Regions from separate parts of the Mus musculus genome. Here all the other regions are linked to region 3. A link is a contact called in public Hi-C and HiChIP or PLAC-seq data. All regions are on one chromosome and are shown on one strand. The core of a region is the stretch at or near the end of the contact, and the rest is flanking DNA. Distances in the headings are between cores, read along the strand shown. Region 1 holds the start of Nsun6 (NOL1/NOP2/Sun domain family member 6). Region 2 overlaps Nsun6 (NOL1/NOP2/Sun domain family member 6). Region 3 overlaps Cacnb2 (calcium channel, voltage-dependent, beta 2 subunit).

Region 1 (2,700 bases), core at 134-2,633, 200 kb after region 3:
ACTTAAGGTTGATGCCCCAAGACAACCTTCGAAAGTACTTATAACCCATTCAATTTTCATAGAATAAATTAAGCTTTAAGCTTTATTAGTAAGAATTAATTCAAGGTAACTCATGCAAAATGAACATTTTCCAGTAAGGTTCAGTGGATTACAAGCTTGTAATTCTAGCACTCAGGAGGCAGAGGCAGAGGCAGGTGGATCACAGTAAACTCAAGACCAATCCGGTCTACCTTATGAGTTCCAGTATAGCCACTACTATGTGGAGAAACCCCCCTGTTTCTTTTCTTTTCTTTTTTTTCTTTTTTTTTGAGACAGGGTTTCTCTGTGTATCCCTGACTGTCCTGGAACTCACTTTGTAGACCAGGCTGGCCTCAAACTCAGAAATCCACCTGACTCTCTAACCCTGTTTCAATAGATAGATGAAAGAAGGACAGATAGATGGATGGATGGATTGATAGATAGCTTCTAAAACTGACTTTTTAATCATTATATCTGAACTTTAGTTGCTTGACAATTATGTCAGTTTGGATGAGTAAGAGGACTGCTTAGACTCTGGTGTTCTTAACAATGAAACCAAATCACTCTACCATGATTTATTAGACTAAATTGTAACCATTTCCAATCAAACACCTGGTGGCATTTAATGAGGCACTCAAAGTGCCCTGATCACCTGAGTAAGTACAAGAGCCTGTACTTTAACAGAACAAGTGCATCTACTGTGGAAGTCTTGAGTTGTGTGGCCAGGGAACTTCTCTGGTTGATTCTGCTACCCCTTCAGTACTAAGGGCTGACAGACACGTAACACTTTCTTTTGTCTTACATCTAAACGTGAGCATATATTTATCTCCATCTCAGTAAGCATCAATGGTGACAAAAAAACCACATTGTTTTTAAAGATTCCAATAAAGTAGTGGCAAAAACTAACCACATATTCCCCTTCTTTCTGCTGAAGTTGTATCAGAATTTTGGCAAACATCTATGTACGTGACCTACCTCCTCGTTCAAAAAGCTCTCTTTGAGATAGTTTTCAACTTCAGGTCTCAAAGATATCTTTGGAAATACATACATTCTTTTGATTTTTTTCTGTTTTAAGTTGTCCAAGAAAATGTTGGGAAGCAGTCTTTATTTCCGAATTTCAGCGTTGCCAGCCAATGGACGAGCACAAGAATGCCTTTCAGTGCTGAGTTCTGGAATGAGCAGGGCCCAAGGTTTGTCGTTCTCTGGGATGCTGTGAGACAGCTCCGAACTGCGACACTGCGCCAAATAGGGCTTGGTGACAAAAAGTGTACCTAAACGCAGATCGGAAAACAGACAGCGCCTAGATCCACTCTGACATGCTATTTTCCAAAACCGCGCCCCCAGCTTCGGAACAGAAAGTCGCTTCCTGGGTTCGTCACTTCCGGCACTCGATGCCCAGCCTTCTGTTCGTGCCCAACCTGCATCTGCCAATCACCTCCCCTGAGGGTGGAGCTTTTTCTAGGAAGGACTGTGCCGGGTACATCCTGGGACTCTTGAATGCTGGGTTGAACTGGATACCTCACTAACCTGAAATAAGGGAGATTTCCATTTATTGTCCCAGTACAAGTAGCGGTGGAGGCTTCCCTCGGACACTTTTTTTTCTTTTTTAAAGACTTATTTATGTCAAGAGTATGAATGTTTTGCCTGAGTGCATGTGCTTGCCTCTTTGATCAAACCCAGGATCTGAAGGTTGTAAGCCAACATATGGGAGCTAACAATGGAACCTGGGCACTATGCAGGTACAAGTGCTCTTAACTATTGAGCCATATCTCCTACCCTAGTACCCATATTTTTTGAATGTGCTAATACCCGTGGGTACTCAGGTACAACTTAAAATCCCCTAATAGTGTTTACAACTAGCCATGAAGCTTCTAGTTAACGTGCTTTAGAGAACAAGAGTCTTGATGTGAATTCCCTGATGGTAATGAGGTGACAAGAGTTTAAAAATAACTAACCAAAGTCAGTGGGATGTTTTATGCTTGAACATGATGAATACTTTTGTCTCCAATGCCACTGGGTTAGGGTTTGCTTGTTTTGGTTTGTTTGTTTTGTGCTTTTTGTTGTTCTGAGCCATATTTCATAGGTAACTATAGAGGAGGGTTTTTGCTTGGTGTGTGTTTAATCTTTTAAGTTTTCACACTGGCTTTAAAATATATATAACTGACACACCAAGTCTTTACTAGGTGAAAATTCCATGACAAAGACACTGCCACAGCTCAGCACAGTGGTTATAAGCAGTTTTCAAGGAGTAAAAGAAAGTTCCAAGAGTTGTAATAACTTTCCACAATCTCAGAAAAAGAAAATAGGCTATAGACCAGTAAGCCAGTTTCTAAAACAAGTACCCAGTTTTTCCACAAGATCATGTATCTGTGGTCAATGCATGGGATTCCTTCCTGACTTCATCACCTGAAACTAACAGAATGTGTCTGGGACACAGGTGTTAAGTGTTGCATGACATGCCTGACAGGACATAAACATCTATTCACCCCCAAATAAGAGTGATGTGGCTGAAGAAAAACTTGACAAGTCCAAATTGAAGAAATACATTAGTTTGCTAGGCTTGCTTACAGCAGGACAGGCAGCCTCCCCTCCAGGAACCACCACACTATTTTATATGGCTGTGATATGAATCTACAGCAGTTAACATAAAACTAGTTTCATAGAGCTACCCAATATAAAAGC
Region 2 (2,700 bases), core at 64-2,563, 140 kb after region 3:
GGTGTTTCTCATACCTGCAGTAACCATGCATCCCTTTCATAAACTAGTTCTAATGTTGTCCATCCATCTGCTTACTGTGCGCATGTGTGTGCACATCACTGCATCCCTCCACTCTGCTGAAGGGTCTTATACAGGGCACCTCTGTGTGAAAGCACACACTGGGGCTCCATCAGCAGTGTGTGCTTGACCTCTCAACTGACTACTAGGATGTAACACTGCTCTTTACACAGCAAAAGTTTAATCTTAACCAACTCCGTGGTAGAATCCTGATTTTTTTTTTTCTGTAGTCAAGCCAGGAAATGCTGGGGATGTAGTTAATAGTGTTATACTTCTGTGTCAGCCACTTCAGTTTTCCCTGTGCTTTCTAAACTGCTCACTTACTGTTACCAAAAAAAGGTGCTGCTAAAAGTAGGTTGTCTTCAGTCATCCTGTACCACAGACAATACCACATTTGAACATGTCTGCTCTGCCTCCCTGTTCGACACTCACTGTCACGACACTGAACTGTTTGATGAACTTGGTTTAAAGTAATTCATGGAAACAAATAAAGAGCTGGCTTCTGCACTGTTTACCACTGGTATTAATTGCCATCTTAGGGACGAGTATACTACATTCGACACTTAACATGTAGAACATATTCGTCTGGCCAACGCCAATAACCGGGTATGCTTTTGGTAATCTTCCTTCTATGTCTAAGTAAAACAAAACAACAAAAAACCAAGGTAGGTAAGATTTTTAAAATGTAAACCAGAGGGTTTTTCTTTTTCCCTACCTTAGTTCATACTGTAGGGCAATTCAGATTCATAGTTTATTTTACTTTTATGAAGACCAACAGCTTCCCCGTCTGCTGGGGACATGGCACCATTCCTCCGTGCGCTCTGGTCTTATCCCATAAGTTTCAGATTGCTGACCCTGAGTCTTACTAAGTGCTTTGCCTCACTTTGCTATATAAACTAAAATCTAACATAGGGTTTTAATTAAAATGCATTTATCACCAAATAAATGCTTTTTTTCTGTTTTCATAGAAATAATTTATATTAAAACTAAGTGTGATAAAAAGATATGTTAATAGCCTTCCACATGTCCCTGTTTTTTTTTTTTTTTTCATTTTTGTGTCCTTGAAGAATATGTGGTTTGCTTTCAAATTTGAGAGGACGAAATCCACTGAAAATGGCTCATATTAACAGGAATAATGTTAAGAGTCTTCTGTCCTTGCTGTTCGGAACACATGCAGAGTTCTCTCTTGCAAGCTGTGTGCACTCTGGTATTTCCTACAATGGGAAAGTGTGACACCGTGCAGGTGTGCTGCTCAGCTGTTTTGCTCCCACTCTCACCCTAGCTTAGCACATACAGATGTGCAGAGAGCAAGAAAGGAAATAGTGGTTATGGAGTTGCTTAAAATACATTTTAAAAACAGGAGGGCTGCCTGGAGTCCAGAAACAGAAGTGCCACTGGGAGATGGTGTTTCTCTCTAATCAAAACGGCATCTCCTGGACACAGGCAGAATGAAGATAAAAAAGGCTTGCTTATTTACTTGAATCTTAGGAAATTCAAGATAATTTTTCATATTCCAAAATGCCCACTGACTGTCTACTCTGAAGCAGTGATAAGAGAGAGAGAAAAACACCTTGTTTATCTGTCCTGGTACATTTCCCAGGTGTAGGAGTGGGCTCAGGATAACACAGTAAACTGAAGTCACAATTTGCTGAAAGATATGGGTCCAGGCACTTGGATGTAGAGAGCTCAAGGCTGTTCAAAAGAGATTTTCTCCAGGAAGAAACCACCCAAAGGCTTTACCTGATCCAAGAGCTGATGCAGTCAGGGTGGATACAGTAAGTCATTGAGAGACCTTCCTACAGGAAACCTGCCACGGACCACCCCAATCAGGTATGGGGGTCCCTGGAATGAGGGTCCTTGAAGCTAGGTGGGTAAGGATTTGGCAGTGACAAACGGAAACAAATACAGAGCCAGTTTGAATCTGAGTGTATTCTGCAGCTCTCAAGCAGGGGATTTTATACATTAAAAAACCAAACATTACATCTCTTAGAAACTATATCCAATGAAACAATCACAGATATCAACAAAAATCATTTGGCACAGTAAAGCACAAAAATCATCCAAGCATTACAACTCTGAAACTATGTATTCAGTGAATCACAAACAGAACAGGTAACATCATTATAAATCATCAAAATGTAACAATTCTGAAGGGATGAATTCAGTGGGGGCTGTTGTCCAAGGCTAGTGGCATATTTCCAGGAGCAGGTTAATAAATCTTTAATGGTCAGTGCTCTTAACAGCTGAACTAACTTTCCAGCCCCATGGTCAATTATTATTTAACATCTAGGGCTTGAATTTTTATAATCTTCAATATATAAATTTAAACTATTTTAATTCTTTCTAATTAAGGCTTTCGTTACCAAATACCAAAATCCACCTCTGATGACACATGTAGCCATATGAAATTTTAGTGTTGGGAAAGTTTTTATCATAATAGTTTTGTAAATGATTTAGAAAGTAAAGCGTTGGTTTCCCTGGGGATAAGGTCATGTTAGTGGCCCCATCTCTAGGGATGTTTTTTTACCCATTGTTCTCGCTTAAGATCTTGGCCTAGGCTACTAGGAACATGTAAATAAGAAAAAGGATAAGAGAAAACAAAACAGATAGATTGCCATGAGAACTACAGCTCAAATTTTTTCT
Region 3 (2,700 bases), core at 182-2,681:
CAGCTTGTCCTTGGAGACCTTGAGCCATCCTATGGTACTTGCTTATAGGGAGTGGAGCTGTGTACCTCTTGAATTTGGTGGGTTTGGTGAGACACCTGAGTACTGCTATGTCTGGGCTTTCTTCTATGTCTCGTGACCATTGTTGAGTCCAACAACCATGGGCTTACCATACAGCCATGGCTGCTATTCTTCCATGGCATGGTAGCTGTCACAGAAAGGGTGTTTCTAAATGCTACATTTGAAATAACGATCTTGTGTATTTCCTTGTCATGTTGTGTTAAAGGATAGCACTAAGCCAGCAGAGGCATTTCTAAAAAGTGATACTGTGTGTGTGTGTCTGTGTGTGTATGTTCAATACAGAAAACAGGCCACTATGAAACGTGCAATCCTTTGTGAAGAGGAAGTTAATAAGCACATAAGTTATCTACACGAGTAGTCTTGCACATGGAACCTGTTACCTGTTGACTACTATCACAACCACCATTTTAAGATGCATACATTTTCTGAGCATCTGACATTGCAGTGGTGTTGGCTTTTTGTTGACTGAACACCACACCCAGTAGGGATGTCTCTTAGGCAGACTTTCAGTAGACTTAGAACCTGTATTCATCTTCTCCCATAGTGAACCAGACAGGCATTTCATTAAGTGGACACTATACCAATGCCACTTTAATTTGGTCAAATGACAGTTCAAAGTTTCCTAGCCCCTTGGTGCTACCTAGAAAACTGTCTTTCTAGTAGTATGATCACCAGAGAAAGGAGCTCACCAGCAGGGTCTTTACCCTCCCTGCTGTTGCCATCTTTTTCTCAGAAGCCAGAGAATGATGTCATTAGCTGAACATCTGTACAGCTGTCCTTGAGGACTCTCAATGTTAATAGTATCAAAGGGACATATCCAAAAGGACACATTGTATCCAGTGGAATGGAAAATTACAAATGCAAAGTCAAGACATCCTCTTTTGGAAGATCATCTGCCCTTTTCAATTTCATTTTTCCATTCAGTAGGCAGTTATTGAATGCTTATTATGAACCCCTCGTGCTTTCTCCTGCCTTGTTCTTGGGCTGACTTGTATATGGAGGATGTTCATCTGTATGTCTAGTTGTTGTTGCTATTATTTTACAGTGTTGAGAATTGTAGCCAAGAACGTATACTTTGCTGAGCAAATGTGTTACCATGTCAGTATAGCAACAATTCATGCATCTTCATGTCAACTCTTGTTTGTCTCAAACAAGGGTAAGCAAGGTGGCTTTCCTTAACAGATCCATTGTAGTTGAATGTGAAATACCATTCGCAGCTCACAGTTTTGAATATATGGTTCCCAGCAGGTGGCACTGTTTGGAAGGCTGAGAAATCTTAAGGAAATGTACCCTCCCTGAAGGAAGTAGGTCACTGGGAGTGGGCCTTGAGGCTCTATAGCCTGACCTCACTTCCTCTTCACTTTCTGCTTCCTGAGTATGGATAGAGTGGGACCAGCTAGCTTCCTGTTTCTGCAACCATATCTTCTCTGCCTGCTACAGTGTCTTCTCTGCCATGGAGCATAGTGTCCCTCTAGACCTTTAAGCCAAAATAAACCACCACTCTTCCTTAAGCTGCTTTTGTAGGGAATATTTTGTCAGAGCAATAGAAAAGCAACTAATTCAAGATTCTGGCTTGCTGTGAAGGGTGTTAATGGTGATCCTGATGGTAAGGCCTTAGCCTGCTGTGAGAGAACAGGTGTTCGTTGATGCTGATAACATTGGTAATATCAACTGCTATTTGCTGAATGTTATGATGAGTTTTATATATTAGTGTTTGTACACATTAAGTATTCAAAATGATATTCTTATGAAAGATTGCATACAAGCACTATAAGATTTAGGGAATGTTGAGTGTGAGCTCAAGACTACATAGTTGTAGAAGCAGAACCAAAACCTGAATCATTTGACTATTTATTAAATCCCAGTTCTGTTACTGCATGCTGCTTTTTTCATAACGCCATTCTTATTGTTCAACTTCCTCTCTCATGTCTTTGATATTAGTATATTTAACTCAGACTTTTAACCCCATGGAGTTTTGGTTTGGTTGGGTTTTGTTCAGAGAACAGGGTAATATGGTGGTTATATCCACTAACATAACATTTACTTGGAAAGGATTATTTTTTGAGTAGATCTGTTCTGAAGTCTATGTGTCTTTGGCCTAGACTTGTACTACTGTCTTTCCAAAATGATCCTGAGGTTGGTTCCTGAGAGCATCCACAGTTACAAAAAAAAAAAAAGTAAAGATATACAGACAAGATCAAAGTTGCGTGGAAATTGTGAAAACATGTGTAAAGGAACTCAACTAGATGTAAAATAGATAAATTAGCCTCTCTCCTTCTCACTCAGTGCTGCACTATTCTACCTGTGGATGAATCTCCGGGTATGATGTGACTAAGTCTAGGCAGAATGCCATGTATAGTGACAAGAGATGCGGACTAATATTGTGATTCAGGTTGGAAAGGCTGCAGAAGTTATCCAGAAGGCTGTAGTAAATAGTTCTCTACTTTCAGTGACTGTAACAAATATGTATGATAAATCAACTTATTAAAAAAGATAATGAGCCAATCACAGTGGCACATGCCCTTACCTCCAGGACTCAGGAGACAGAAGCAGGCAAGTCTCTGTGAGTCTACATACTGAATTTCCGGCTAGCCAGTATTACATAGTGAGGCCCTGCCGCTA

What was found. HiChIP or PLAC-seq counts read pairs in DNA pulled down with a chosen protein or histone mark. Hi-C and Micro-C count contacts between places; a contact is called where the count stands out from the background.
Region 1: a contact with region 3 is called in a Hi-C map of double positive thymocytes, with 4 times the contacts expected there. The contact joins the promoter of Nsun6 here to the enhancer-like site in region 3. A contact is called at or near these places in 7 of 39 promoter capture datasets (the 3T3-L1 cell line, 3T3-L1-derived adipocytes, the C10 cell line and 3 more), 3 of 15 datasets of contacts at CTCF or cohesin (CD8 T cells, large pre-B cells and pro-B cells), 52 of 484 Hi-C or Micro-C datasets (the AML12 cell line, the Ba/F3 cell line, the C10 cell line and 38 more) and 9 of 115 datasets of contacts at active chromatin or transcription factors (T-cell acute lymphoblastic leukemia, bone marrow-derived macrophages, cardiomyocytes and 5 more).
Region 2: a RAD21 HiChIP or PLAC-seq map of pro-B cells shows a contact between it and region 3, with 2.9 times the contacts expected there. The contact joins two enhancer-like sites. A contact is called at or near these places in 1 of 15 datasets of contacts at CTCF or cohesin (pro-B cells) and 3 of 484 Hi-C or Micro-C datasets (the HL-1 cell line, double positive thymocytes and myeloid progenitors).

Annotation. Positions count from the first base shown.
Region 1 is chr2:15,047,929-15,050,628 of GRCm38.p6, forward strand. It overlaps Nsun6 (NOL1/NOP2/Sun domain family member 6), which reads right to left and starts at 1,384. Exons shown (of 11, transcript NM_028950.5): 1 at 994-1,384. The coding sequence starts at 1,068.
Region 2 is chr2:14,988,243-14,990,942 of GRCm38.p6, forward strand. Nsun6 (NOL1/NOP2/Sun domain family member 6) reads right to left here. Exons shown (of 11, transcript NM_028950.5): 11 at 2,202-2,700. It also overlaps a transcript of Cacnb2 not described here. Among named protein-coding and RNA genes, the nearest start is that of Nsun6, 60 kb to the right of the region's middle. Within about 2 kb of position 1,314, at least 15 of the 459 cell types and tissues checked have an H3K27ac peak or open chromatin away from gene starts, as enhancers often do. A contact at or near this core is called in double positive thymocytes and pro-B cells, where this site is marked.
Region 3 is chr2:14,850,165-14,852,864 of GRCm38.p6, forward strand. All of the region lies in intron 2 of Cacnb2 (calcium channel, voltage-dependent, beta 2 subunit), which reads left to right. Among named protein-coding and RNA genes, the nearest start is that of Gm13269, 84 kb to the left of the region's middle. Within about 2 kb of position 1,432, at least 24 of the 459 cell types and tissues checked have an H3K27ac peak or open chromatin away from gene starts, as enhancers often do. A contact at or near this core is called in ECoMG myeloid progenitors, the MNK3 cell line, the P5424 cell line and 3 more, where this site is marked.